2 separate regions of the Sus scrofa genome follow, and region 2 is linked to region 1. The links are chromatin contacts, called in public Hi-C maps. All regions are on one chromosome and are shown on one strand. Each heading gives the region's core, a stretch centred on a gene start, on an enhancer-like site or on the middle of the called end of the contact. The rest is flanking DNA. Distances are from core to core; before and after follow the strand shown. Region 1 overlaps TMEM170B (transmembrane protein 170B). Region 2 overlaps HIVEP1 (zinc finger protein 40).

Region 1 (7,506 bases), core at 1,736-4,235:
CAACTTTGTCTTTTAGACTTCTTGCTAACCTTTACAGTGCTACCTCCTGATTCTGATGGGTTTGTTTGTTTGTTTGTTTGTTTTGCTTTTAGGGCTGCACCTCCAGCATATGGAGGTTCTGAGGCTAGGGGTTGAATCAGAGCTACAGCTGCAGGCCTACACCACAGCTCATGGAAATACCGGATCCCTGACCCACTGAGTGAGGCCAGGGATCGAACCTGAGTCCTCATGGACACTAGTCATACTTGTTTCCGCTGCGCCACAATGGGAACTCCCTGATCCTGATGTTAAAACTGGCCCAGAAAACCTGACAAAAGGGTTATGAGGAAACACTTGCATCTATAGTGAATGAGTTGAAAAATACGTTGTCAAGAATCAAACACTACATAAAGCTTTTAAAGACAGGTTTATTTATATATAAGTGCATGAAATAGAATACAGAAACGTTATTAAAATACTGTATATTACAAATTTTTAATCCAATAAATTCTGTGTAATGACATTTAAGTGCTGGATTCACTTTTAACAGTTGTCCTGTTTGTATCAGTAAAGAGTTCACCCTGTATGTTACAAAGAGGAGAGACACACATGGACCTCAGAAATGGCCCTGGGATTAGACAGTGGATGATGTTAGTTGTGCATCTTTTCTTTAAAGCAATGAGTTGGAACCCAGATCTTATCTTTGCAGACCAACTTTCTATAGTCAAAAATAACTTGCATATGTTTATTGCTGCCCTTTGAAGAAAATGAGTAGTGAAAAATAAAATAAAAATCAACATTTCTAAGGCTAACCTGATGCTTACCACAATTAAAATAATTAAAATCCACTGCAAAATTTATGTTCTCCAGGAAATTATGCTATATACACAATGAGATTTGTACATGAATTGGAAATTAAAAAATTGCTTATATAAAATTAAAAATCAATAGTATACAATATTTACAGCTTGTTAGGTATTATAAATAAACATACTTTTAAAATAACCCTTCAAAATTAAACTGTATTATGTAAACATGCAGTACACATACTCATACAGTGTAGTTTATAGTCTTAACAGAAGGGGGAGAATTGTGTTCACGTAATGTAGGATATTCATCACAAACGCCTTTGTTTTTGTGCGTTATCCCTCCTATGTTTCTTCTGTCTTTAAACTTCACAGTACTTTAAGTATTTCTAGAGTAAAAAAAAAAAAAAGAGAGAGAGAGAGAGAAATTCCCTGATGGTAAACATGTTCCTAAAAGTTACACGAAGTGTCTGCACTTGTGTTACAATACAAAGCTCACACTGTTCACGCTAGAATCTCTAGTTCACAACAAAGCCAAATTGTAAAATCATACATTTAATTTCTTGACTACATTTTCTCTCATTTCAAACTTACTTGGAAAAAAAAAAATCGACAAATACCACATCATGAAAGCAGTTGTCATCTGTAATAGTCAATGGTGAAATAACTGGTTTTTATAAACCACAGGGAGCTAGTTCAATTACGCTCCAGCTCTGAATTCCCAGCAACAGTATACCAAGCCTGAATCTTGCTAAATACACTTTGCAAAAGTATCTTAACTTCCAAGGCACTAAGGCATCATTTAGTTTAGGAAAACTGCAATGTAGTTTATTTACTAAATGATTCATCAGTGGTCTGAGAGTTAACATAATTTGAAAGTGAATTTTTAATACATATCAGGCAAACTATATTTTTGCTATGTTATTTACATACAAACATTTTAGTTGAGTAACTTGAAGATAAAGTTGATCCCCTTGCTCTAGAATGACTGGAGTCAGGAGTTAGTACTTTATGGTAGAATCCTATGAATTTTACCAAGTTATATGACTAAAATGAAAAATATTGTGTAATTTTATAATTGTTCATCTAAATGTGCAGAGCCTGTGTGTGCATGTGTGTGTTTGGGAGAGGGCCAGAACTTCAAAAAATTCCTCCATCATAAATTAATCTGATATTATGAATACTAAGAAAGTGTCAATAATCAGACTATCAACTCATCCAGTATTAAAAGTTAATCATTTTTTACTACTATTCAAACCAGTGCCTCTATTTTGCCTTCAATGGAGAAAACTTTAAAATGTTCTTTCCCAAAGACACTTTGTGATGATACAGAAATACTTTAATTTAAAAACAAGGGAAACTTTCACCATCAATAGTACTATCAGGTTGTCATTCATTTATATAGGGCTCTGAAAAAAGTGATGATTTTTAGAAATTACCAATATATAATATGTTTAGGAGAAAAAGTATTACATCTATGGAGATTATGCATTATAGTTCCTCTATGTATGTATGTTACACTGCTTTCCAGCTTCAGTTACATATCTAAATACAGTCCGCAAAAGGGGTCGGTCATGTCACCACTGAGTGGAGAGGTATGTCACCACCCAAGTGAAGGACAGATATAATCTAAAACAAACACGTAGGGGGTCCATGCTCCCCTGACTTACTTAGAGTATTTAATTTTCAGCAAGATTGTGACTGTGTAGCCATAAGGTGTTAAAACATTCTCTTCTAAACCAGCACTTCTGATTCTATCAACAAACTGTACATCTGTTTCACCTATACCATACGACATCTGTATGGAAAGGGGAAGAATATTTTTAAGAAACTGCTAAATTACTTCTCAAAATCAGGAAAAGGTTATTACGTAAGTTCACCACATGTGCCATGAATGTAAAGAATGTGAAAACGAGTCCGCTGAACTCCGGGGAGGAAACAGTGACAGTTCATAGCTCAGTGCACTCAGAAATTTGGGTGTTTCCACTAATCTAATAACATAGTAACTGGTACATGTTCACATTTACTGAAAATACTTTATAAAGCATTACTTCCTCTAAACAAACCCACAGATATGTTTTTAGGTAACTTGGGCAACCTCCTCAAAAGCATTACATTGCCTACACCGATGTACAGTGGAGATCCCTAAGTGAGAAGGGCAAACCTACCACTAAATGCACAAAAATGTAATACTGTTTCAGAATGCTTTGTGGTACAGTTTAGTCTCACACAGAAGGAAGACACCGCATTCTGTAAACATGCAGTAAACCTACTCACACAGTGTAGTTCACAGTTTTAACAGAAGGGAAATTGTGTCCGCATAACGCAGGGTGCTTCATCAAGTGTGTCTGTATTTGTGTGTGTTACCCTCCAACGTTTCTTCCTGTCTTTAACCTTCCCTCTGCAATTAAAAGCTATGTGTTTGAAATTTTTTTTATCATTTTTAAATCAAATAATGTCCTGTAGGGTTCTCCACTCTAATATGTTACCAAAAGGACAGCACAATAAGGGAAATTACTAGTCAATTTTTACCACTGAGATTCTCACCCCCCATTATTAAAAGAAATAACCATTTACCCAGCTACCCAAATGTTGCCAAGCTTTTCTGCAATCTAGGTCACCAGAATTTCTTCAGAAACTTTCCACATTCTTCACATCTTGAAAAATAGAAAGCAACTCTTTGAAGAATTCTACGACTTTCTGAGAGAAACGTGTAGTTTGAGAATATTTCAGAAAGTACTTTAGCATTTGTTACTTCTTGAATTAAAAATGGGCATAAATTAAAAATGAAAGTATTTCTAAGTTAAAAACAAGCAGACAACAAGTAGGGCTTACGCAGCACATTTGGTCCATGGAGGGAAGGACGTGGTGGACACTGCAGCCCAACTCTGTTCTCCCACAGAAGTGGCGCTATACCGTGAAGCGGAAGACTGGGCGGTGGAACAGAGGCGGACAGAGGGAGGAGACGCTTCTCCATCCCTAAAGCAAGGATGATACGTTGAGGAGTGCAGATTCAATGCCTGTTGGCCGAATGAATCCAAAAGAAGCAAGCAGGATAAGATAACGGGCAAATCCTGGCTGCTTCTCCCTTTTCCAACTTTAAGGAGAGGTAAACAACCTGCCACTGAATCTCACTTGCCCTGGCCGCTTCCATCACAACTAATTCCCAGAAGTGCCTTTAGATAAATAACTGTTGATTAAAAAAATAAAGAGGTAGAGAGGAGGTTATAGAAGCAACATTGTAAGAGAATTCCTTCTTAAAATATATGTAGGGAAAACGTGGAAATGGAAGAAAAGAGATGAATTTTACAAAATGATGTATTCAACTGGTATTGCAAAGTGCAGGGTTTTTTTTTTAAATTATAATGACTATTATTTACTGTTAACTATTTAGTCATCTCTTAGTATCCACAGGCGATTGATCCCAGGATCCTAGCAGATATCAAAGTTCGAGGATGCTCAAGGCCCTTATAGAAAAGGTGTCCTATTTGCATGTAACCTACATATGTCCTCCCACATACTTTAAATCATCTCTTAATAGTCTATATAATGTAAATGCTATGTAAATACTGTAAATACAATGTAAATGCTATGTGAATAGCTGCCTGCATGGGGCAAATTCACATTTTGCCTTTTGGAACTTGCTTTCTGAATATTTCAATCCAAAGTTGGCTGAATACCTGAATGTGAACTGCTAATGTGGAGTTCTGACTACACTGCCATTCCTAAGTGAGAAGGGCTGGATTGAAATCCATGTCACTGGTATTCTCTTCACTATATCACAGCGATGATATCTGTTACTAAAATTCCATTTGGTGAAAAAACTGAGAAAAACCAGATTAGGGTGGGGGGAGAAACAAGACAAACTCTCAGCTAGAAGCAAAATGTTCTCCTAACTCTTTTAGGATTTAAGTCATCTCAGTAGCTCTTGGTGGACTCAAGGGCAGGAATCCCATATTGGCCATCCTTGTAATTACTATAGAAAATACCAGGTACCGCATTTGAACATAATAGATCCATCAAAAATGTTTACAGAATCAAATGAGATGACATGTAAGTGCCAGCTTGGGAACACTGACATGGCAAGCCCCACTCTCCTCGTCTAAATTAGAGGTTATTGTGAGACCTTTTCCAAAACATTTAAAATTATTCCTGTTCCTTACATCACAAATATATGATACACAGGGCAGCTCATTTCTTTATTTCTCACTTAAAATACAAACAAAACACTCACGTTTGGGGGGCAGTGGAAATGTAGGTTGCAAATACTAAGGAAGTATATTGGGTTACAAACTATAACACTGTTTAGTAAACACTAAGATCTAAAGTAAAAATAATTAACTTGCGAGCACTGAATATGGCCACTATTTAGGTCTTTCCTCATTCTAGGCAACCGGTGGAATTGTCCATGGGGCAGCTTATTTGCATCTTCTTCATTTAAAAGTTTTAAACATTACTTGTAGCTTAGATGAGGCCCCCTGACTAACTCTGATCTATGGACATTTCTAACCAGTTTGTGTTAACTAATTAATAATAATTAGTTTGTACACACAAGAGTCTCTTCTTTGGGGAACTGATTTCATTGTCAGTGATATTTTATTAAGCATTTTTTAAAATAATTAAGTGTAAACTGCAGAGGATTCTCCCCTTCCCTCTTGCATTTATCACAAAGAAAATTTAATTCTAAATCACATACAAATTATAAGAAGGTTTAACAAACCCAAAACACCAATAAGGGCCTTTGTCATATCACAGATAAGGATGTCTAGTACTACTAAACCAAGAAAAATTTTCCCAAATTTAAAAATCTCAAGCTTCCTCAAACCTCTTTAAAAGATCATTCAACTGAGCAAATACATCAAATTCTCCACTACAACATAAATGTGTTCATTGAACAAAAGCTTTCCAATTAGACTGTATTCATATATAGCAGCTTTATATATATGTATATAATGATATATATGTGTGTAGATATATATCATTACAATTTCTTGTCTCTATAGGAAAACCACTGTTTTAAAATATCATCACAGAAACAGCTTTTAAGACATTTCATCAATTCACACTATTCAACTGCATTTCAAAACATCAGAAAAGTAACAGTTGCACAAAATTCCAATGGAAATAACTAAAAACAGCAAAGAAACCAAAAATTCCCTCCAAAGTTAAAAGCACAAACGGCACACACGGACACACACACACACACACTTCATACATAAAGCAACCTGATAATGAGAGAATTGCAGGACAGTCCTCAAACTGATCCACCTCCTTAGATTTCCATTCCAGAGTGAAAGCAGGAGTTTAAATCTCTTTGGTCCATGCAGCCCTACACTTAACGTGTCCAAGATATTTTCTGGCTAATTTCAAATTTTGAACCACGTGTTCCATGTTACTTTATCGTGATAACTTTCAATAACCATGTGTTAAATATCCATTTCGTAGCTCTGAAAAAATTTCAACATGGTATTGGTAATTTCTCCTAAAGAAAACGAACCCTTTACTGACAAAATAACCAAAGTAAAGGAAGAACATGATTCAGGTCTAACAAAAGGAAAAATCGAATTGACTTGGAAGATTTATGCCTAAATTTAATTTAGGAAAACATCCCGAATATAAAAAACACATGAAAATAATTCCAGGCTTGTACATAATTTTAAAAGAATCAATTTTAAGGTTTACTTCAAAAATCTCTAAGAATACATAGTTGCTTCTTGACTTTTTGGAAAAAAAAAATTTCCAAGCCCACCTCACCCGCCAGCCCCACCCAGCTGGCTTCCATACTAGTGAAATACCTCCAACTCTTCATCACTGAGGTTTTGATATATTCTGCTTTTTGGTGAAGAAAAGGTACTGTAGGTAACAAAGGTCTAAATCTGAATGGGACCAAAGAGAAACTCAGTTTTTACCAAATTAGATCATAAAACAGTGAGGTTAGGTGGAGCATGCAAGTTATTTTGTGGATTGTCCTTAACTTCACATTTTCTGCAGTTGGCTCTTCCTTTGAGTTGGCATATATATATATAACTGTATCTGGTATTTAAAAAAGAAAGCTCAGTAAGAGACAAATTCAACTAGGTTCTGTGTTTCCCTTGCTTCTTGCACTCTTAAAAACAACTGCATTTTGCTAAAACCTCTGAAAATGCTAAGGACTTTTTCATTCTAATAAAATGTCATCACAGATTCTAGTAAACTTAAATAACTGCATAAATCAAAAGCTGACAAGTGAAATGAATCACTCAAATATATGTCTAATACTGTACTGATATGCTGAAATTAATTGCCACATTTTAAAATTATTTACTACATTCCCCTTTTACTTAGAGAAATTATGATGTTACCACATACTCAAAGTAAGACAGTTTATTACTCTTCCTATATGACTTACTTGCTACTTATCTACAAATGAGGCTTCTTGTTTTCACAGCCTAATTTAGGCCACTCTTTAAATATAGTTAATACTCCAGAATGAAAGACTGCTTATGTTTTGTCAAAAATCAAGATATATGCAACAAGTAATATAATCCCACTGAGATACTAGTTATAAAGATGTTTTCTCCATGAGATACATGGCAAAAACTTTCTTCAGAAGGGTCAAGAATGCAACATGCATTTCATACTTCTTTTCTCACAAAATTTATAAGAAAAATTTCAAATTATATTTTTATGACACACAAACTACAACCAATGTGTGTGACCCATAAAGGTTTTTAGTTCATGT
Region 2 (7,506 bases), core at 2,324-4,823, 410 kb before region 1:
ATTTAAAGCCTGAAGGGAAAAAAATAATCATTTTTATAAACCCATTAAAGGCCTGTCTCAAGAGACATATTTGTATTAGTGTTTAAGAGAAGCCACATGAGAAGTTCCCGCTGTAGTGCAGTGGGTTAAGAACCCGACTGTAGCAGCTCAGGTCACTTTGGAAGTGCGAGCTCGATCCCGGGCCTGGCGCAGTGGGTTAAAGGATCTGGCATTGCTGCAGCTGGGGCACAGGTCACAGCTGTGACTCACATTCAATCCCTGGCCTGAGAAATTGCATATGCTATGGGTGTGGCCATAAAATTAAAAAAAAAAAAAAAATAGAAGCTACATGAAAATATAACTCTGTCTTTTACTCCTGCAACAAAGGCAGGTGCTAAAGGACCATGTAATATTTACAAAATCCATTATTTAACTACAGAACTTGGCCGTATCACGTATGCACAGGTATGCAGGTTGTTAAACCGGACCTCGCCCCAGTCAGCAGAGGGCTGTATTTGTACATGCGAGGGGCCTGCCTGCAAAGTGTCCGCCTGGTCCTGTCCACGCTGAGGCCAGTGACCTCCTGATCTCACATCACAATAAAGGAGCTCTGAAGCCTGACTTCCTCTCTTTCTACATTCTGCAATGTCACTAATTCAAAATTTATAGCTCTCCGAGTACTTTAAGAGTTACTCTTGACAAAAACATTATCCACAACAAACACATTCTTTGGAAGAAAATTACAGGATTCTAAGAAGAGGCAGTGTCTAGAAATTTAATTTTTAATAAACTTAATAAAAAGCATTACAAACTATTCTAGGCGTAAGGCACCCTGCCAGAGTTAAGTAAATTGTTAAGAGAAATTGTTAACTCTTCATTTCTATGAAATCGTATGGAAGTATGGCTGCTTACATTAAGAGCACGTGGCTATGCCAGAGTCCAATCTCATCCTCTCTGAACCAAAGATGACACTAAAACCCGATGTACCCCGAGTCACCGCTTCCTCCTTATTAATGACAATATTGTAGAACGGAGCCTCTGAGGTTGACCAGCGTGAGCTCTGGTCCAGTAAGATCCGAGAAGATGTCTCCGTAAAAGCCTCTGATAATCTCTACCAGAGACTTTGTCTGCCCTTTCCAACTGCGTCCTGAGAATGACCAGATAACAATCCACTGTCTTTATACTTTAAAGACCTCCCAACAAAATAGTCTTACATATATATATATATATATGTATATATATAAGCTCATTCACTACTAAGTGGCTGTAAAAAGTTTCATGGTAACTTACAAACATGTAAAATTTAGATTTTAGGAAAGAAATTGCTATGAAACACCAGGAACATCTGGATATCTGATAAGAGAAGTTAATCAAAATGCACTCTGAAAAAAATACACTGTATGCCTTGATGACCATATAAATACCAAAATTATCCAATAAAAGGAGAAAAAAACTAAATAAAGCAAGAAGCAGATACTCTGACTTAAAAAAAAAAAAAACTTACCAAAACTACATCCCCGACCCCAAACCTGCTGGGTGTGTACACTAACATTTACTGAACACCTACTATGTATCAGGTCTTCCATCCATGTTATCTTTAATCTTCACAATAACTCATCAGGTAGCTGTTATTATCCACATTTTAAGGTGAGCAAGCAAAGGCTCAGAGGGATTAAATAACACTCTGTAAATCACAGACCTAGTAAGTCGCAGAATCAGGGTTCAACCCCAATTCCACAGCCCCAAACTTGCAAGCCCTTGCTTTTCCTTTTTTTCCAACTAAACTACACTTTCAGTGATAGAAGCTTTGATGTACTTATCAGTAGGCTAGTATTTCTATGAGTAGTACGGATTTAAAATATCAATAATAGGAGTTCCCACAGTGGTGCAGCGGAAACGAATTTGACTATGAACCATGAGGTTTCAGATTTGATCCCTGGCCTTGCTCAGTGGGTTAAGGATCTGGTGTTGCCATGAGCTGTGGTGGAGGTCGCAGACACAGCTTGGATCTGGTGTGGCTGTGGCTCTGGCGTAGGCTGGCAGCTACAGCTCCAATTGGACCCTTAGCCTGGGAACCTTCATATGTCACAGGTGTGGCCCTAAAAAGACAATGAAATAAAATAAAAATAAAATAAAATAAAATATCAATAACAGCTACAATGGTATCCTAAAACCAAAATCATCTCACCTTTCCTATCTTTCATTTTTATTTTTTAATTTTTTTTTAACAGCTGAACCTGCAACATATGGAAGTTCCTAGACTAGAAGCTGAACTGGAGCTGCAGCTGTAGACTACACAAAGCCATAGCAGTGCCAGATCCTTGCATGCATCTGTGACCTACACTGTAGCCTCTGGCAATGCCAGATCCTTAACTCACTGAGCAAGATGAGGATGGAACCCACATCCTCATGGACACTATGTTGGGTTCTTTACCCACTCAGCCACAATGGGAACTCCTCACTTTTCCTTAGTATGTATGTATGTATGTATGTATGTATGCATGTCTTTTTAGGACTGCACTCTTCGCATAGGGAGGTTCCCTGGCTAGGGGTCAAATCGGAGCTGTAGCTGCTGGTCTATACCACAGACACAGCAACATGGGATCCAAACTATGTCTGTGACCTACACCACAGCTCAAGGCAACACCAGATCCTTAACCCACTGAGCGAGGCCAGGGATTGAACCCCGGTCCTCATGGATACTAGTCGGGCTTAATAACCACTGAGCCATGACAGGAACTCCCACTTTTCCGTATCTTTTAAAAAGCAACTCGATTTTCAGCCAACTCACTGGGTATCTATGAGCAGTCGAGCAGAAGCTTTCCAAAATGCATTGTGCAACCTGATGTACACAAGGCCCAGGGTCGTGCCTGCCACAGGGGGACACTCACAACACTTCCAGAGGAAATGCAGCAATCACAAAATGAGACATCAATAAATCCTCTCCCTCAACACAACTTTTAAAGCGAGACAAAACTGCAAACAAACAAACGAAAAATGCTTCAGCACTCTGGAGGTCAGTGAAAGCCATACACAGAAATGTGTCTTCATGAAAAGCACCAAACTTCATTTAAGACCAGCACGGCACATGCCCACAGCCTTTCCGCTCTGGGCTATTCAGGTCCCCTCACCCTCAGCTCCATCAGTTTAACTGAGGGGGCTCAGCTGAGAAAGCCAACAGCTTCACTGCCACTGCCAGGCTGGACTCACTAGATCCAGGCTGCTGTCAGTTAAAGAGGCAATCCCATTAGTGGGAGAACACAGGCCTAGGGCCCTACTAGCCTGAGGATAAGGTCATGGTGGGTCAAGCAAGAGACCAGATCAGCCAGGAGTTCTGGGAGGTGAGACAGCTCTCCATGGATATCCCAGGCTAACCAGAGATTCTGCACACACATCAGAGATGCCAGAGTGGATTCACATGCCTCTCCCCCAACATCCCTTGCTGGCATTGGCACACACAAAGATGTGAGGGGGGCCAGCTGAAAGTAAAAGGCAAGGCAGACACAATAATTGCCTGAAATGTGAATGTCCTCCCCGGCCCTACATGAATCCACCAGCAGAGAGCAAAAGCTCTACTGACTGTGTCAACATCTGATTAGTCTTTGGCTGAACACAAAATTATGTCGCAACAAGGGTAACCACTGGGAAGCTAGGCTTAAAAGTAACAACAACAACAAAAAGAGACAAAAAACAAGTTGAACAAGAGACATCAGCAGCCAAGCAATATGGGAGCGACAGCCTTCACAGACTGACTCTGGGAAAGTTACTAAACAAACAACAGAAATGACAATTCTTGAGCAGACAAGAATCAGAATCCAGAGTTGCTACAAACTATTGCCTGAAATGTAAGAAGGTCTACAAAAAACTTGGAGACATGAAAATAAACAAGAGAGCATGACCCATACTCAGGAGGGAAAAAGGCAGTCAATAGAAACTATCCCTAGAATTCCCAAATGTTGGAATTTACAGGACAAGACTTCAGACACACACACACACACATCGGAAGAACTGAAGGAAATCATGTTCAAAGAATTAAAGTATGACAATAACTCAACAAATAGAGAATCTCAACAAGAGATAGAAATTGCAAAAAAGAACCAAATGGAAACTGGCATTGGTAAGTACAGTAAATGGAAAGAAAAATCTACTAGAGGGACTCAACAGCAAATGTGAACTGGCATAAGAAAAAACTGGGACAACTGAGAATAGCTCAAAGGAAATTAACCAACCTGAGGAACAAAGAAATAAGATCAAAGAAAAATAAACAGAACCTCCGAGACCTGTGAAACAACATCTAGCTTACCAACATATATGTAAGGGGAGAAGAGAAAAGGGTGGAAAAAAATATGTGAAGAAACAATGGCCTAAAATGTCCCCAATTTGATAAAAAAGACAAACTCACTGATCTCCATATCTAAGAACTCCAAACAGGATAAACACAATGAGATCCAAATCTAAACTCAGTGCTCAAGCTGCAGAAGGCCAAAAACAAAGAGGAAAAACTTGAAAACGGCACGCAAAAACCAACCCATCATGCAGAGAAACACGTGACTTCTCATCAGAAACAATCGAGGACCAAGGGCAATGGGATATGCAGAGTGCTGGGGGGAAGGGGAGCTACCAGCCAAGAATTCTACAACCAGAAAACCCTCTTCAAAACTGAACGAGAAAAAAAAGACACCCCATGACCTTTTGAAAAGATAAATTTATTGACAGAAGATATGCCTTACAAAAATGCTACATGAAGGAGTTCCTTTGTGGCTCAGTTAGTGACCCGGCATTGTCACTGCTGTGGCTCGGGTTGCTGCTGTGGCACAGGTTCAGTCTCTGGCCCGGGAACTTCCACACGCTGTGTGCACAGCCAAAAAAAAGAAGAAAAAAATGCTATACGAAGTCCCTTAGGTTGAATGGAAATGTCAGACAACAACTCAAATCCACAGGAAGAAATGAAGACCACAGGAAATGGTAAATATAAGACCATTAATTTTTTTCTCTCATTTCGTCTCTTAAATTCTTTAAAGAACGTGAGGTGGTATTTAAGCCACAATTTAACACTACATAGCTGTGTTTATAACACATAGGGATCAAACATATATGACAATAATTGCAAAGGGACAAACTGGAACAAAGTTTCCATATTTTACCAGAGTTTAGTTAGCATTATTCTCAGGTAGACAGGGAAACAGGGAGGGATATATTATAATCTCTAGAACAACGACTAAGAAAATAACTCGAAAGAATAGTGAGAACAACAATAAAAGCAACAGAGAAATCAAAATTACATAATAAAAAACATGTTACACAAAGAAGAGAGTCATACACAGAAAAACAAAAGTATACGGCACGTAGAAAAGAACAAGGTGGTGGATGTAAATTCAACGAACAATAATAACTACATTCAGGTGCATGGAATAAACACACTCCAAAGACAACCTCTCCGATTGGATAAAAAAGCAGTTACAACAACATGCTCTCCGTAAGAGACATATCTTAGGTTCCAAAAGACAAAGGTTCAAAGGAAACAGAGAGGGAGAGACAGGCTATATGTATGCAACTAGCAACCCTAAGAGAGCTGGAATCAGTGATAATCATACGAGGTAAAACATGTGAACAACTAACTTGACCTAAATGACGTTTATAAAAACGCCAGTTAACTGCAAACCTGGACATGAGGGCTTACAGCAACAGAATTCACAGTGGCCAAAAGACAAAAATCACCCAAATGTGTTCACCAACCGGTGGCTGGATAAACCAAATGTGATACAGTCATACAACAGAACAGTTCTTGGCCATAGAAGGTAACAGAAGAACAGATACACGCTACAGTGCAGATGAGTCTCTAACCCATCATGCCAGCTCAAAGAAGCCAGACATACAAGTTTCTAAACCGTATGAACCCATTACAGGAAATGCCCAGAAAAGGGAACTGTAACGAGCCGGAAAGCAGACCAGGAGCTGCTTGGGGCCAGGAATGGGAGCGAGGACTGAGAACGAACAGCTCAGGGAAACCTGGGGGTTGGGATGGACATGTTCTAAAACTGAATTGTGGTACAGGTTGCACAACTCTATAAAAGCACCAAATATCACCGAACTGTACACCCACAGTGGGCGAATTTTATTGCATATAAATTACATCTTAATAAAGCTGTAAAAATAAGTCCCATGTAGTGGTTTGACTGAGGCGATACAAACTGCTGTCGAGAGACGGACCCAGGCACTCTTTCTATGAAGGAGCACGCCACCAGATACAAACCTGATGCAAAGTCTAGCTTGTCCAACATGAACCTGGGAATGCTAGGCGTGTAACTCACCACTTACACCGCATTAATTCCATCAAAACCAAACCCATCGACTTAAACTGTCAACATGTAAAAGGCCAAATAATGCATTTAACTGCTGGGTCACAGCTGCACATCCGCTTTTGCCTGTTAACTGAATATCACCTACACGTTCACACGTCACTGTCTGCACAGCTGTCTGAACTTGCATGGGTAAACCATTACGGTCTTTATCCATCTTCAACTATCAATTTCCTGGGAGACGGGCAGGGCTGGTGACTCCACAGTGTGTCCTACGCATCACAGCAGGGCCCAGAGACCTCGAGCCAGAGGCTTCTGGGTCACAGTCTGACCCCGCAGGCTCTTCCTTTCACTGCGAAAGGCAAGCGGGTCACCAGTTCCTGATTCTCCTACCAGGTTGGAGGCGCGCCCTAGCATCAGCATGCAGCAGAGCAGAGGCTAGCGTCCCAATGTGTCACGTGTGCGGGGAGTTCCAGGGCTTTCAAAGCACTTCTCCAACTTTGCAAAGGGCTGTTGTGGACTCGATGGAGCCCACCCTTAACACACATTATGCAAACTTAAGCAAAATCAAGTAAAATGAAACCAGACCACAAATCTGTCATTTCTTCTACTCGCTCTCATCCCACTGCCCCCAAAGTACAGAAGCAAAGAACGACTCGGAGATTTAAAAAGTCTTGCAGGAAACGCTGAGCATTCAGACACACCAGATCTATTTAATCACGTTCGCAAACACCCAGGCACAAAGCACCAGGCCTCGCGTGCAGGTCCAGGCATCACTCGGCCGCCTGGCCCGTCCCAGGTCCCGCTCCGGGCGCGGCCCTCCCTCCACAGCGTGCAGAGCACTGGAAATCACGGCTTCCGATGTCTTCTCCGACTGTGAGTTAAATACGGAGGCGCCTCGTGGGGACAGTGGTCCATCTGACAGAGCAGCTGGCTCCCAAGGGCCCAGGCCTTCTGTGGGGAGACCCCCGATCTTGGCATCAGAACATTAAAAACAAACTGAATTTTTCTGGCAAGACCAAGTCCACCTCTAAGGCTCTCCCTTCACCTTAGAACAAGCAAAGAGACCTCCTTCCCAACAAATGGGAAGCAGCAGCCCCTCACAGGTACACGCACAGCAGCTCCAAGGTCCCCTGAGTCACCAACGGCAGTGCCACAGCACGACGGGCCATTCTCACTCCCAAACAGAAGAGATCTATAAATAAGGAATCGACCTCTCCCCTACTTC

The links. A called contact is a pair of places that touch in the nucleus more often than the background predicts.
Region 2: a Hi-C map of omental adipose tissue shows a contact between it and region 1, with 2.2 times the contacts expected there. The contact joins two enhancer-like sites. A contact is called at or near these places in 8 of 47 Hi-C or Micro-C datasets (embryonic fibroblasts, epiblast stem cells, fetal heart ventricle and 4 more) and 1 of 2 datasets of contacts at active chromatin or transcription factors (alveolar macrophages).

What each region holds. Positions count from the first base shown.
Region 1 is chr7:8,125,275-8,132,780 of Sscrofa11.1, reverse strand. TMEM170B (transmembrane protein 170B) reads right to left here. Exons shown (of 3, transcript XM_003482132.4): 3 at 388-7,506. Among named protein-coding and RNA genes, the nearest start is that of MIR7136, 6.2 kb to the left of the region's middle. Within about 2 kb of position 2,985, at least 4 of the 83 cell types and tissues checked have an H3K27ac peak or open chromatin away from gene starts, as enhancers often do. A contact at or near this core is called in alveolar macrophages and omental adipose tissue, where this site is marked.
Region 2 is chr7:8,534,443-8,541,948 of Sscrofa11.1, reverse strand. The region is part of intron 2 of HIVEP1 (zinc finger protein 40); the gene reads right to left. Among named protein-coding and RNA genes, the nearest start is that of HIVEP1, 22 kb to the right of the region's middle. Within about 2 kb of position 3,573, at least 15 of the 83 cell types and tissues checked have an H3K27ac peak or open chromatin away from gene starts, as enhancers often do. A contact at or near this core is called in alveolar macrophages and omental adipose tissue, where this site is marked.